Linked DNA regions of Mus musculus: regions 2 and 3 are each linked to region 1. The links are chromatin contacts, called in public HiChIP or PLAC-seq maps. All regions are on one chromosome and are shown on one strand. The core of a region is the stretch at or near the end of the contact, and the rest is flanking DNA. Distances in the headings are between cores, read along the strand shown. Region 1 overlaps Tead1 (TEA domain family member 1). Region 2 has its middle 4.1 kb from the start of Gm33659. Region 3 overlaps Parva (parvin, alpha).

Region 1 (4,337 bases), core at 900-3,399:
CTGCACTGAGTCAAGTACAGAGGAGCAAACTCAAGACACTATGCAAGGGCCAGGCATTAAAGAAAACAGTATGGTCACCCCTCCCCCACCCCCCAAAAGGCCCTCCCACTTCCTCACCTGCTCTCACCACCGCCTAGTCCTAACCAGCTGCAATTCAGATCAGTCTCTGCATTCAGCCCATAAAATGTCTATTTTTAACAAGGAGGCATGATTAAATCATATCAAATGTCTTGTTTACTACATTAACCTCAGTTTCTGCTTAATATATTTCTCAAAGAAAAGAAGACAGCTTGCCTGGAATGGCCAGGTTTTAATGAACCTATGCTGGATATGAGAGATCTCCACTAGGGAAAAGCCAGGCTTTTCAGCCCATATTTAAAGGCATGATATACTCATGAATGAGCCATAGAATTGAATTTAAAGCCTTGGAATACAAGCTCAGGCACAAGCACTGTCACCTTCAGGTTCACTAAAAGATTTGAAAAACTAATGTTTGTTATTGTTAGGAGGCAGAGTCAGGAATTTGTCAGTTCAAGACCAGCCGGACTACATAGCAAGTTCCTGACCATCCTGATGGAGAGAGAAGAATATAAAGGATGGAGGGAGGGAGACATCACAGGATGGTCCTGGTTTTGAAGAAAAATTTATTTTAGCATAATCTGCGGGGGGGGGGGGGGCAGTTGCCTCAAAAGAACATTCTATTCTTAGATTTGAGGGTTGATAGGCATGTAACACCTGTGCCCAGGCCATGTCCTTGGTACATAGGCCCAGGAGTGAGTCCCCTGATCTGACTAGCTAGGTGGGTGTCTCCTCCCATCTTCACTGCTTGGCATTTGTCCCTGCAGAGGCTACACACCGAAGTGAACCATCTCCCCAGACAAAGGCGTACCTTCCTACCCTCAAGGGTATTCCAAGCTACTCCCTGCTAGAACCTCCAGCCAAGGCCTCAAGCATATTGTTCTCCGCTGTCTATCTATTAAGAGGCTCTGGAAAAGCATGCAGGAAGGCTTCATGGTTTCTTTTCCCCCTAGACCCAGCTTAAGCAATGCCACAGTGTATATACACTACCTAAATTCTATCCAGCTTGTATATTTTAAGATTTATTTTAACTTATGTGTATGAGTGTTTTGCCTGAAAGAAAAGGAGTCGGATCCCCCTGAAACTGGAGCTGTGAGAACTGAACCTGGGTCCTCTGAAAGAGCAACAACTGCTCTTAACTTCTGAGCCATTTCTCCAGCTCCTCTATCCTGCTTTCTTAGCAAAGGTGTGCAGCACACTACAGTCTATAATATACACAGACTAAACCCACCAACAACCCCCATGGAGCTCTGTGAGTATGGGGCCAAGCTGCAGCGTCACCACGAGCAGCCCAGGAGAGCCAGTTCCATTAAGACACACACACAGCAGACACTCAGGAAGGAGCCTTCCTTCCTACACACCTCCCACCTTGCCTAATCGGTGGGCCACACACGTAGTGCTCCATCAACAAAAGCCGTGAAAAGTATTATCGTCTTTGTGGCTTATGAAAAGCCGTAATTCTCCTTCCTGTTTTACTCAAAGCCACCTGAAGTTGCCTGGTCTTAAACATGGCCCACCTAAGCTACCAGAGGCAGGAAAGAGGGGTTCTTCCTCGGGAAGATGGAAAAACAAAGTGGTTCTAAATTTGCACACACATTTCTAAACCCACCATCCCAGGGCCTTCAGAAATGCCCGAGGGAGGAAGAACTTTCCTCGACTGCTCTGTGGCTGAGAACACCTGGGGTTGCAGGATGAGCAATAACAGAAAACTTACCATAAAGAGGGAATGTGAACAACATTAGAAAACCTTTCAGGAAGGGGGGGCGGGGGAGAGAAAGCAGCCTCCAGACTCGGGGCCAGGTGGGCAAGGACAGCAGTTTTCTGCCAAGCTGAAAAATATAGGTAAAAAGATTAGGCCTACGCAACTTTTGTTTGCTACACATCCAGCACCCAGGATGGCCCTGGTCAGAAGGCTGCTTGGCTCCTGGCTACCGTGGTGTTTTTTCTTTCTTGACAATTCACTTCCCCAATAGGCATGGTGCCAACTCAAATGAGACTCAGAGCACTGAAAAGCCCTTCAGGTAAACAGTGTGATAAGCTAAACTGAAAAACTAGACAATGTTTTTGGACTATGAGGTAGTTGCTATGGAGACAGTTGCTAATTAACTGCTTTCAAGCAGGAGAACAAAGGGCTCAGGGCAGGCAGGCCTCTGTATCTCCTAGCTAGCAATGCATGGAGCTTGCGCAACAGCACGTCGCTCATATCTGGAATACCTGAGACCCGGCTGGTCGGCTAGATGCCTGGGGAATTGACAAAAGTACATTTTCTTCATCTTGACCTGGATTAACGGCACCTGGCCACCAGTACCTGTCAGGGAAGCAAGCTACACAGTAAAATGGCAGATTGCAGAGTAGCAACAAAAAGCCTGGCCCTTTCCTGAACAGTTATCTCCATTGCTGAGTGGAGACAATGGGGAATGGTTTGGATGGAGGGCTGAGCAGAAGAACTTTTTTTGTTTGGGGTCCTGGGGTTATACCCAGAGCTTTGCACATACATGCTAAGCATGCATTCTATCATGGAGATAAATGCAAGAGAATGAGTAATTTGTATGTAGGCGTGTGTTTCTAATATGCATGCATGAGGCCACAAATCTACAGGAGGTGCTTTCCGCCTTATTTTTTGAGACAGGGTCTTTTATTGAATATGGACCACACTAATAGGCCTGACTGTCTGGCCTGAGAGCTACCGAATCCACCTGTCTCTACACCCCAGCACTGGTGTTCCCATGCTTGTACAGCAAGCACTTAACGCCCTGAGGCAGCATCTCAGCGTGCCTGCACCCCAATCTGTAAATGATAAGTTCAACTTTTCATGCTTTACTACAGACCCCCCCCCAAAAAAAGTTATTTCAAAACAAAGGCATAATCTCTCCTCTTTTGGGATTCAAGTTCCCTATGGAAAACGATGTCTGGATATAGCTCAAGACCCAACAATAAAACCTATAATCACACCATACTCTTTGGCTCCAACATTATGCAATAATAACTAACTCAATAAACATGCACAAGAGTGCAACTGAAATGTGTCTATCTATCGCGGGCTCTTTCCTCCTCGGTCGCCATCCCAAGCTGACTGGGCTGATCCTGAGGCGGCAATGCTATTCTGAAGGGCTGGCCCCAGAGCTACAGTCCTTTACCAACATCAACACTGAAGCAGCATTAGCTGCTAGTGACAACCTCGTCTTGGAAAGACTCTGATGCCTCCACTGAGACCCAAGTTGTTTGTGCCAGGTTACATGAAACATATCTGCATTAAATAAATGTCCAGTAAGCTTTGCCTCCGAGAACACATCAAACACTCCTCTTCACTCTTAAGAATTTCAGATCAATTCGACCTGGAGCATCTACCTTCATTACCAGAGGCAGAATAGGGATTAAGCAGGCCATGATTCTCAGAGACACAATAAGAGAATTCTCAGCTGGATTCTGGGGTGTTCATAAACAACCTTAGAAAAGGCTGATGGTTTTCTGGCATGGCTGACATCCAGCAAAGTGCACGAGCTGTCAAAGCAGACATGCTGGATCACACCCAGGTCCTTGCGGCATGGTCTTTTGCAATACTGGCCCCTTTGAGCTCTGGCTTTCCCATTTGCAAAAGATACCAGTTTCAGAGCTACTGAGCTAGCTGGCCGCTTGCTCCAGTCCCTAGTCTATAGCAAGCAGTCAAGAGACCACAGCTGTTTACCACAGCCTCCATTTATTAACTGCTTTCCTTTACAATGGCATAAAGCTGCTGGAGACTTTAATTCCCCAGGAAAAGGAAATAGGGATTTTTCAATAGGGACACGTGACTCTCTCTGCCCACAATACAAACGACCGTGTCCAATGCCCATGGTTTGAACGGTGGGCACTGGACCTGTCACACTTGGGCTTGGTTGCTGGTATGAACTGGGTCTGTTCTTGTGAAAACAAGGAGTTAACTTGTTCTGCAGCAGGCAGTTTTTAAATAAGGCTTGCAGCCCAAGCCCCTCCCTACCTGGGTTAAATTTCATCAGCCAGTGCCCAGGGGCATCTCACCTCATCTCATTTCAATCTGTTTCCTCCACTCCTTCCAGACTGTCCCCATCCATCCATCCATCCATCCATCCATCCACACATTCAACAGAACTTACCAGCCATGAAAGTTGTGGCAGACATGGTACGCTAATGCAGGGAACACAAAAACCCGACCCCAACTCACAAGAGATTCAAAGGCCAGCGTCAGTGTCCTGACATAGGACCCTTAAAACTCGATGAAAAGGAGCTGGTAAGATAGCTCA
Region 2 (4,337 bases), core at 513-3,012, 360 kb before region 1:
ATCTTAATTCAACCAAGACTTGGTCCCACATCAAGGATTTGTGCTTGACATCACACAGGGCTTGTGAAGGTCTGGTTATGATGTGACCTCTGTAGTCACAGGAGTACCTCCATATTCTCAAGACTCTGATCACAGTAAGGCAGGAGTCATGGGTATCAAGTGGACAACATCCAGTCAAAGGGCCTCACTGTCATCCTATCAGAGGCAATGCTAATGGTGACCCAGAGAGACTCATGCTGTTCCTGCATTCTACAGAATGAAGTATTAAGATCACAAACTCATGCAACACACATGTATTTTGCCTTATTCAGTTTGGAATGGAAAGTTGCCCTGACCCCATATTTCTTAAGAAGGTAAAAGCCAAGCATATGGGATTTCTAAATAAAGAGGGACTTTTGTGAGGAGAGTGGCTGTCATTCAGCTCTCCATTCCCAAAGGGCCCCAGGCTCCCAGGTAGCTGACATCACCAGCCTGCACCAAGCTTAGCCAGGAAGACAGGTCTTAAACCATGTCTGACTCATGAAGGAAGCCAGCAAAGGACCTAGATCAAGTCTACAAGACCATTCCATCCTGCCCTCCGGTACATGGCATGTGTTCATCAGAAGAGGAGAGAAGGGACAAAGAGGGAGAAGAAAGGAAAAGAAAGGGGAAGACACCCAATAGGATGCAGAATTCAGCCTTCTTGAACTCCTGCAAGACTAGTAACATAACAGCATTATGGAAGTGTTTTAGAAGAGGATTCTGGGAAGGAACCTCTGTTTCAAAGGCAGCTCACTAACGTGACTCATCAAACCACCGTGAGCCATGGAGAGATGCTTGAGAGAGCAGGCGCCTCTCTGAGGAAAAGTGCGTACTCCAGTGGTAGACTCGCTCACCCAAGGCTGACACACTTCCCTGGAAGAACAAGTTAGCAAATGGTGATTATTTCAAGTCACCCACACCCAAGAGACACCTTCTCGGTATGTGGTTGTCCTTAAGGGACATCATTAAACTCTGGTGTTCTGTAGCCCAGTTGGTCATCAGATAAATCATCAGATTTCCTTGGAGGAATATCTTTTGTTTTTTGATTTTTAAAAAAAATAGACAATGTGTGTGAATATGTATGTATGTATGTATGTATATGTGTATGTGCATGTCTGCGTGTGTGTTTGTGTGTGTGTGTGTACAGATGGGGTGTGTGCACATGTATGAATGTTTTCCTGCCTTCCTTTTTTCTTTCATATATACTTTTTATCTTTTGAGACGGTACCTCAGAGCACAACACAAGCTGGATTTGGACTTCGGATCCCCTTGCCTCAGCCTCCCAAGTGCTGAGATTACAGACATGCCCCATTGCCCAAGGCCTTGCATGAATGTACTCTGGTTGTCTTGCTGTCTGCCTCTCTCCGGGACAGAAACTCTTCTAGAAGCCCTTTTTGAGGTCAGGCAGGCCAGCTGTGTCTTGTGGATTTTTGTACCGCAGACAGGAAGGTCTCCATCTGGCTTGTTAATGACAACCACATTTTCAAAACCTCAGACTGGGGCCCAGTGTCTGACCAAGGCTGGGCTTCTACTTCATGAATATAATCATGTGCTCTTTTCACTAAGGGATAGAATGACATCACTTGTCATTAGCCTTTTGCAGAGAATTGTGACAGGATGTTGGGACCACCAAGAACTCAGTGACAAGTGCCTTTGGAACTCCCTTCCAGAGACAGTGATTTGGGAAGCTGGTGCAGTCCTGACTCAGGCACGAAGCTTCTATGCCTCACAGACCGAAGCAGCCTGGGCGACTCGGCATAGCTTAGGGTCCACTGTGGCTAATGAGCTCACTCTTGGGCTGCCGGCCCGGCCCGCCGGTCTGCTGCAAGCTGCCAGCGTCTCAAGCTGTGAATCAGCCTAGGCTGACACTTGATTCAGCATGGCCAAGGAACCTTGGGAACCTCCCCAAACCTGAGCACTTTAGTCCAGAGCTGGAGAGTCACAGGGAAGTCTACCCACCCCAACCTTCCTCTGCCTCCCAGCTACCCTGCTCTTCTGAGAGATTAGAATCCCTGCCATTGTTCTGAAACCCTTAGTTCCACCCACGGTGGCCCTGCCCTGTTGAGGAGGCTGTGGGCTTTGGAAAGGATTCACAAGCGCGCACACACACACACACACACACACACACACACACACACACACACTGTTTCTTTGAGATCCCACTGAATTAAGCTCCTTTGTCCTTCACTTAATTCCAGGGGAGTTAGTCAGCATTAATGGGGTGGTATCTCGAGCTACTTCCCTTTCTGCCTGGAAGTCCACCCACAAGCTTCTTCCAAACGCCACAGGTTTTGTGCCTATTTGTTCTGTGAGTTAACTCTTAAAGGACCTCACAGGAAGAAGAGAAGGCAGCGATGCTCTGAGGGCCCTCATCAGGACCACTGCACATTTTATCCATTGACTCTTTACTGCTGGTGCTGAGGTAGAAATTATTATGCCATTTTCTCGATAAAGAAGCTGAGGCCAGATAAACTATGTTCTCTCCTCCACTCAAGGTCACAGAATTGAGAGTGGATCCTATAATCAACTGAATCCTTACGCACAGGTCCTTAATGTCTAATAATTTGATACCACCAAGTTGGCAAAAGTGTTGTCTGAGGATATCTGTTTCTCAAGTGGCTTTGGCTTAATTTTCCTTAGCATACATTGATTGATTGATTGTATTAGTTGGGGGAAGGTTTTGTGCCACAATAAGGGTGTGGAGACCAGGGGACAACTTTCAAGAATCAGTTATTTCTCTCTACAAAGAGGCTCTCACGGATCCAACTCAGGTGCTCAGGCTTGTCAGCAAGTGCTAATTTTTAATTTTAATTTCCTCCCCAAACCCGTCATTTTAGGAAAGCTGTTGACTCAGTAGCCCTGTTCTCAGTCACAGAGTAACATTTTGTGCCGTGATGACACATGGCACAAACTTCAGGAAGGGTGCGGTCACCCGTGTGACCGAGCTACATGTCAGCCTGGAGACGGGGAGAAAGCTCAGAATTGGCCCACTACTGCCTCTTCTTGTGGTCCTCAAGCTTGCAGTGTCTGTCTGCCATGCTGGTGCTGCCTACCCTCCCTGCCCGGTGTCCACCACATTCTCCAGTTTCTCTTTCCCCATCCTACTGAAACTTCCAAACCAATGCATATTCAGATGGCGTCATCTGTTCTGAAACCTTCCTCGGCTCCCAGACACATGCAGTCAACAAACCTTTCAGAGGGTCTTGAGAGGCCTCCTTGGCAAGCAGCATCTGTGGATATGCACTTTGTGCACCAAGTTTAAGCCACTGAAGGATGGACATCATCAGTCCCCGAATCCTGAGTTGAGCACTTTGTCCTATTTGAAATAGACTCCCCCCCCCCCTTTTTTTTTTTTTTTTTTTGCTTTGAGTGACAGCCACCATCAAGAGGCAGGTGCCACTTCCTGTTGAGATGTGTGCCCTCTAGCCAAGTTTCCACCATACTGCTTCAGGAGTCTGCCTTCCCCAGCTAGCCTGCAGACCCCAGGATCAGCTCTGGGACTTGCTGGCTGCTGCCCTCGGGTGTGAACTGTGTTTCTGGGTGCTGTTTGCCTTCTGAACAGTAACCAAGCTGGGGTTTGCAAATGAGCAGCTTTTGTTACGAATTAGAGTAGATTCAAGGTTATTGTTATTATTATTTTTACAGTAACACCATTTTCACTCGCTTGCCTGGTTTCCTGAGTGGGTGAGTTTCAGCCAGCTTGCCGATAATTGTTCTACTTGTTAAGGCAAAAGGTTAAGAAGAGATCAACAGGTCTTGAGATGATATATTTGGGGTGCTGAGGCTAATCTGTGACACAGACATGTGTGCATACCTGTGTAATTTATGTGTGTGTGAATGCATCTGGTTAGACATTCATACATTCATGCAAAAAAAAAAAAAAAAGCCCTTCCAAGTGAGAGCAGCAGGTATTCAAACCCACTGAAGATTAGCTATGATTAAGACAGAACAATGTGGAAAATACTCAATGTGCTATGCAGAGGAGGGGGCAGGCAGACTTGCAAAATGTGTGCTCATTGTGAATCTGTGAGAATCTGGAAGGCAGGCAAAGTAGGAAAAAAAAAAAAAACAATCCAACTCTGATTCTCGAGGTAGGGAAGCCACTGTCACTTTCTAAAGATGTAATGCCTTGGGTGTGTCTCTATGTGATGGACTCAGTTTAGAGGGCTGACCTTTACCAGCCTGAGTAGTGTGTGCTCAGAGTTTAAAGACAGTCGTCTTTTTGCAAAAATTAAATTAAATCACCGTTACTGTGCACATTTGTGGGGTATGGGCCCAGGCAACTTTTAAGAGCAGGTTCTCTCCTTCCGCTGTGG
Region 3 (4,337 bases), core at 1,375-3,874, 340 kb after region 1:
ACTCTATAAGATGAAATGTGCCTAACTCAAGGTGAATCATGTCTCTACTTCCCTCTGCCAATGTCAAAAATGAAGAAGAGGAGATGGCTTCAATGGTCAGCTTTCTGGCTAATACTCAAGGGATGCTCATGAATTCTGTGGACTTTAAAGAACTGGTGCCCAGTTAGACATCCAAGTGGCCAGAAAGCACGTGAAAAGTTACTCAAGATCAGCCACCAAGGAAACACAAATAGAAGCAAAGGATGGTATCATGAGAAAGATGGACACTAACAAGTGTTGATGAGGACAGGAGGGAACTGGTCTCCTCATACACAGCTCGTGAGAACAGGCCCACACACCTTTTTTGCATATGTATGTGTTTGCTGTGTGTGCCTTTGCACATGCATACAGTGTGCATATTCACATTTGTGTCAATGTGAGGAGACCAGAAGGTGATGGGAATCTTCCTCTGTCACTCTTCCACCCTACTCTTTGAGACAGAGTCTCACGGTCAAGCCTGGGACTGGTTGTTTTGACCAGTCTCACTTCCCAGCTTACTCAGGGGTTGGTTCTCTTCTAAGATTGAACCTGGCCTTCTAAGGTACCTTCTACCTTCTAAGATTGAACTTACAGGTAAACTGCCACGACCCCTGGCACTTATGTATGTTGTAGAGGTACAAACACCGGTCCCCTTGATTGTACAGCAGGCACTTAACCACCTAGTAACCTCTGCAACCCAATTATTGATCTGTTTGGCAATTTCTCAAAATATCAAACATGGTGATTACCATATAGCCCAGCAATGTCTCTTTTAGGTACCCAAGGGAGATGAAAACACAGAGCCGTACAAATATTTACATGTCAAAATTCAAAGTGCTAATTTGTAATAGGTTAAACAAAACAAAAGCAAAAACAACCTTCGTCCACCAGCTGATGAGTAAGTACATCTATCCAAATGAACATTTCCCAGCCATAAAAAGAAATGAAATTCTGACACATGCTAATATGTGGCCACCTTGACAATATTATGTATGCTAAGAGATCAGATGCAGAAAGTTGCATTGTATAAATAGAAGCAATGTCTAAAACAAGTGTTCTAGTTTCTGTTGCTATAATCAAACGCTCTGACCAGAATTTAGGGGAAGAAAGGGTTTATTTCAGCTTCCACTTCCAGGTCACAGTATATCACTGAGAGAAGTCAAGGCAGGAACCGGAAGGCAAGCCTTCTTGCTAATCCACACAGCATCTTGGCCAAAGGAACTCCCTTCACAGCGGAAGTACACAGGAACTTTGTGTACCTTATTGTTTGCTAGGTGGCTTGTAGGCTGTTATACTCAGCTTGCTTTCTTACATAGTTGGGGACCACCTGTCTAGGGATGATGCTGCCCATGATGGGCTGGACCTTCCTACAACAATTAACAATCAAGATAATTCTCCAGTCATGCCCACAGGCCAATATGATGCAGGCCATTCCTCAGCTGAGGCTATCTATGTCAAGCTGATCTTAAAGCTATCCAGGACAGTAAGCAAATCCATGGAAATAAAGAGTAGACTGAGGTAGAGGGATGGGGAAGCAGGCAGAGAAAACATCTTCAACTTATAGCAATGATTGTACAACAGCAAACACAACACCTTTAGGTTATATCTCAGTATAGATTTTTTTTTTTAATTACCATTCCTCTATAGGGACCAGTCTTTCCTCTGGCTTTCAACTCCCAGCAGAGACCTAAAATGTGCATTCCCACCTCACGAGAAGCTACGTGAAGACAAGGTACTACTGCATGACAGTATCATGACACCCAGGTTAATGAACCTGCAAGTTAAGGCAAGAGGCCCTAAGGTAAGAGGTCTGGGCAAGAAGGGTGGCTTGGGAGGGATCAGCGCACCAGGCAGGAGCGGAATCTGTCATTCACACTCCCTCCATCCTCCCCATCAAACACAATCTTCCAACCCCAGAGGTTCAGAAGAGGCTGTTAGATTTTTTTTTTTTCACACAAGAACACCATGAATCACAATTCCCAGAACCAGCAATCCTGAAAGGGCTAGGTAGCCAGGAGTCCAAATGACTTCAATTGATGTCATAGACTGGAAAAGCTGACAGTCAGGCCTTCCAAAATGAAAGTCAATTGCCAACCATGAAATTCATGGCCCCTGGACTCCTCTTCCCCACCTGCTTCAACACCAATTTAAGCAATTCTGAACTCTGATCTCTGTGGTAGAATGTCCCCGATTTATTGAAGTGTCGGGTCCCAATTGTGTTAACATCCACCTCTGGCAGGGCCATTACTAGGCGTGAATCTGGGTGCCCATCACCCTGTCACATTAGCACAGTGACAATCAGAAGCAACAAATCAATCTTCTCCTTCGGAGTCACCAGGGAGCCTTGCAATTTCCCATAATGACGGGAGTGAGGAAAAGCAGGTGAGGCGTCATTTTTCCTCCGGGAGACTGGACAGGCGCTGGAGGGGCTACCGAGCCCACCAGGACGCCTTGCAACCCTCAGCCAAGACGCAGCTGCAGCTCCCTGACAAGGGCTACACCCTCAGACTTGCTTTACATTGGAACTGGGTTACCCTCCCCCTGTGTTTTGCAAACAACCTCAAAACTGTCAGCTCCTGCTGCCCAGGCTTCTCCCAGCTGTCACTATTAACTACCTGTCATCTGCAGGTCTGCTCCACCAGGGCTGCGAGCCAGGAAGGGTGTGTATGTGTACTCAGCCTTATGGTAAATAGGAAAATTCCTTCCAGCAGAGAGGACTGTTTATTTCCAAGCCTGAGGTGCGAGGGAGCGGGGTGAATAGGGCAAGAAGCTGGAGGCTCCTTTGTGAACACCCTCTCGGGGCCTCATGGAGCCAGTGAAATTGTGATTCTGTAGTGGTTATCAACAGCTCAAGCTGTTACTCAGTGAGGAGCCCAGCCTGCTGGCCTTTCTCCTCAGGACCCTGCATCTGAGACTGTGCCCCGGATTCCCATAAGTCTCTCTGATTCAAGGCCGTGACGGTTAATCGTGACTGTCAACTTAACTGGATTTAGGATCACCATAGAAACACATCCCTGAGTGTATCTATGAAGACGTGTCCAGAAAGGTTTTTACAGAACAGCAAAGAGCCATCCTGGATTGTGGGTGGCACCATCCCATGGGGTAGGGTCCAAGACAAAATAAAAAGGAGGCAGTGGGCACCAGCATTGTTTCCCTCTGCATCCTGCCTGCAGGTGCGATATGGCTGGCTGGCTCATGCTCCTGCTGCCATGGCCTCTTTCCCATAAATGCACCCTGGAACTGTGAGCCAAGTTAAGCTAGCTTCCTTCCTTCCTCCCTCCCTCCCTCCCTCCCTCCCTTCCTTCCTTCCTTCCTTCCTTCCTTCCTTCCACCAGGTATTTTGTCCCAGCAACAAGAAAGATGGTAATAGAAAAACTAAGGCATGTGACAGATACTGTTCAGAGTCTCTGTTCAGAATGCCCACACCTGCTGCCTTAGTGCCTCATCTTCTACCTCCTCTTCTGCCTGCAGCCCCCATAGTCATGCAAGCCAAGGCAAACATTGACTGTAGAATCACTATTCTGAATCAAGAAGTCAGGGGACTCTGCAATTAGCAGAGTTAATATCCTACCAATGAAGGTGTTATGGAGAGAGGGGAACATGGAGCCTGCTACACTGAGCCTCCTGAGTCATGGGGTACCCACAACCTGCATTCACATCATGGTAGAAACAACCCATGCCAGCCCAATGTGGCCACCTCCAGGTCACCTCAGCTATACTTGGTGCAGAGCGTCACTCCTGACTGCAGAGAGCTGAACTGTGCTTGCCACAGCACAGCTGAGAGCAGTGGTGTTAATAAGTACTGTGGCTACATCTGCTACAAAGTGACCCCCAGAAACACTCCCTGAAGTATGGGGTGTGACAGACACGTGCTCCAGCAGGCTCAGGTCCACAGCAGATGTGACCCATCTGATGATTAACTTCTGTCCCAGATGCAGGTCACCTGCAAAACCCACTTGTCAACAGAAGGAAGCGGAGGAGATGGCACAGTCAAGTGCTTCCTCGCAAGCACAAAGATGTGAGTTCAGTCCCCAGAACTCACATATATCAGCAAAAGCCCAAATGGCATGATAGTATGTGCTTAGAATCCTAACCTTGGAGGGGAGATGGAGACAGGCAGGTCCCTAGGGATCACTGGCCTGCTAGCCTAGACTTCTTGGCAAGTTCTGGGCCAATAAGAGACACTATCTCAAAAGGCAGTGATTAGTGCTTAGGGAACAGCAGTCCAAGCTGCCCCACTTCCTACAGACACCCGTGGGCTTTGCCATGGTTTGTATGGGCCCTTTGGTCACCTCCTTATTGGTTTTTGTTTTTGAAGA

Evidence for each region. HiChIP or PLAC-seq counts read pairs in DNA pulled down with a chosen protein or histone mark.
Region 2: an HNF4G HiChIP or PLAC-seq map of pancreatic cancer cells shows a contact between it and region 1. The contact joins two enhancer-like sites. A contact is called at or near these places in 1 of 484 Hi-C or Micro-C datasets (the HL-1 cell line) and 1 of 115 datasets of contacts at active chromatin or transcription factors (pancreatic cancer cells).
Region 3: a FOXA1 HiChIP or PLAC-seq map of pancreatic cancer cells shows a contact between it and region 1. The contact joins two enhancer-like sites. A contact is called at or near these places in 6 of 39 promoter capture datasets (cranial neural crest, embryonic stem cells, frontonasal cranial neural crest and 3 more), 2 of 484 Hi-C or Micro-C datasets (liver and palatal mesenchyme) and 3 of 115 datasets of contacts at active chromatin or transcription factors (embryonic basal ganglia, epiblast stem cells and pancreatic cancer cells).

The regions. Positions count from the first base shown.
Region 1 is chr7:112,786,338-112,790,674 of GRCm38.p6, reverse strand. All of the region lies in intron 2 of Tead1 (TEA domain family member 1), which reads right to left. Among named protein-coding and RNA genes, the nearest start is that of Tead1, 110 kb to the right of the region's middle. Within about 2 kb of position 2,149, at least 88 of the 459 cell types and tissues checked have an H3K27ac peak or open chromatin away from gene starts, as enhancers often do. A contact at or near this core is called in liver and pancreatic cancer cells, where this site is marked.
Region 2 is chr7:113,145,381-113,149,717 of GRCm38.p6, reverse strand. No RefSeq gene overlaps it. Among named protein-coding and RNA genes, the nearest start is that of Gm33659, 4.1 kb to the left of the region's middle. Within about 2 kb of position 1,762, at least 142 of the 459 cell types and tissues checked have an H3K27ac peak or open chromatin away from gene starts, as enhancers often do. A contact at or near this core is called in pancreatic cancer cells, where this site is marked.
Region 3 is chr7:112,443,113-112,447,449 of GRCm38.p6, reverse strand. The region is part of intron 1 of Parva (parvin, alpha); the gene reads right to left. Among named protein-coding and RNA genes, the nearest start is that of Gm45998, 6.1 kb to the left of the region's middle. Within about 2 kb of position 2,624, at least 43 of the 459 cell types and tissues checked have an H3K27ac peak or open chromatin away from gene starts, as enhancers often do. A contact at or near this core is called in liver and pancreatic cancer cells, where this site is marked.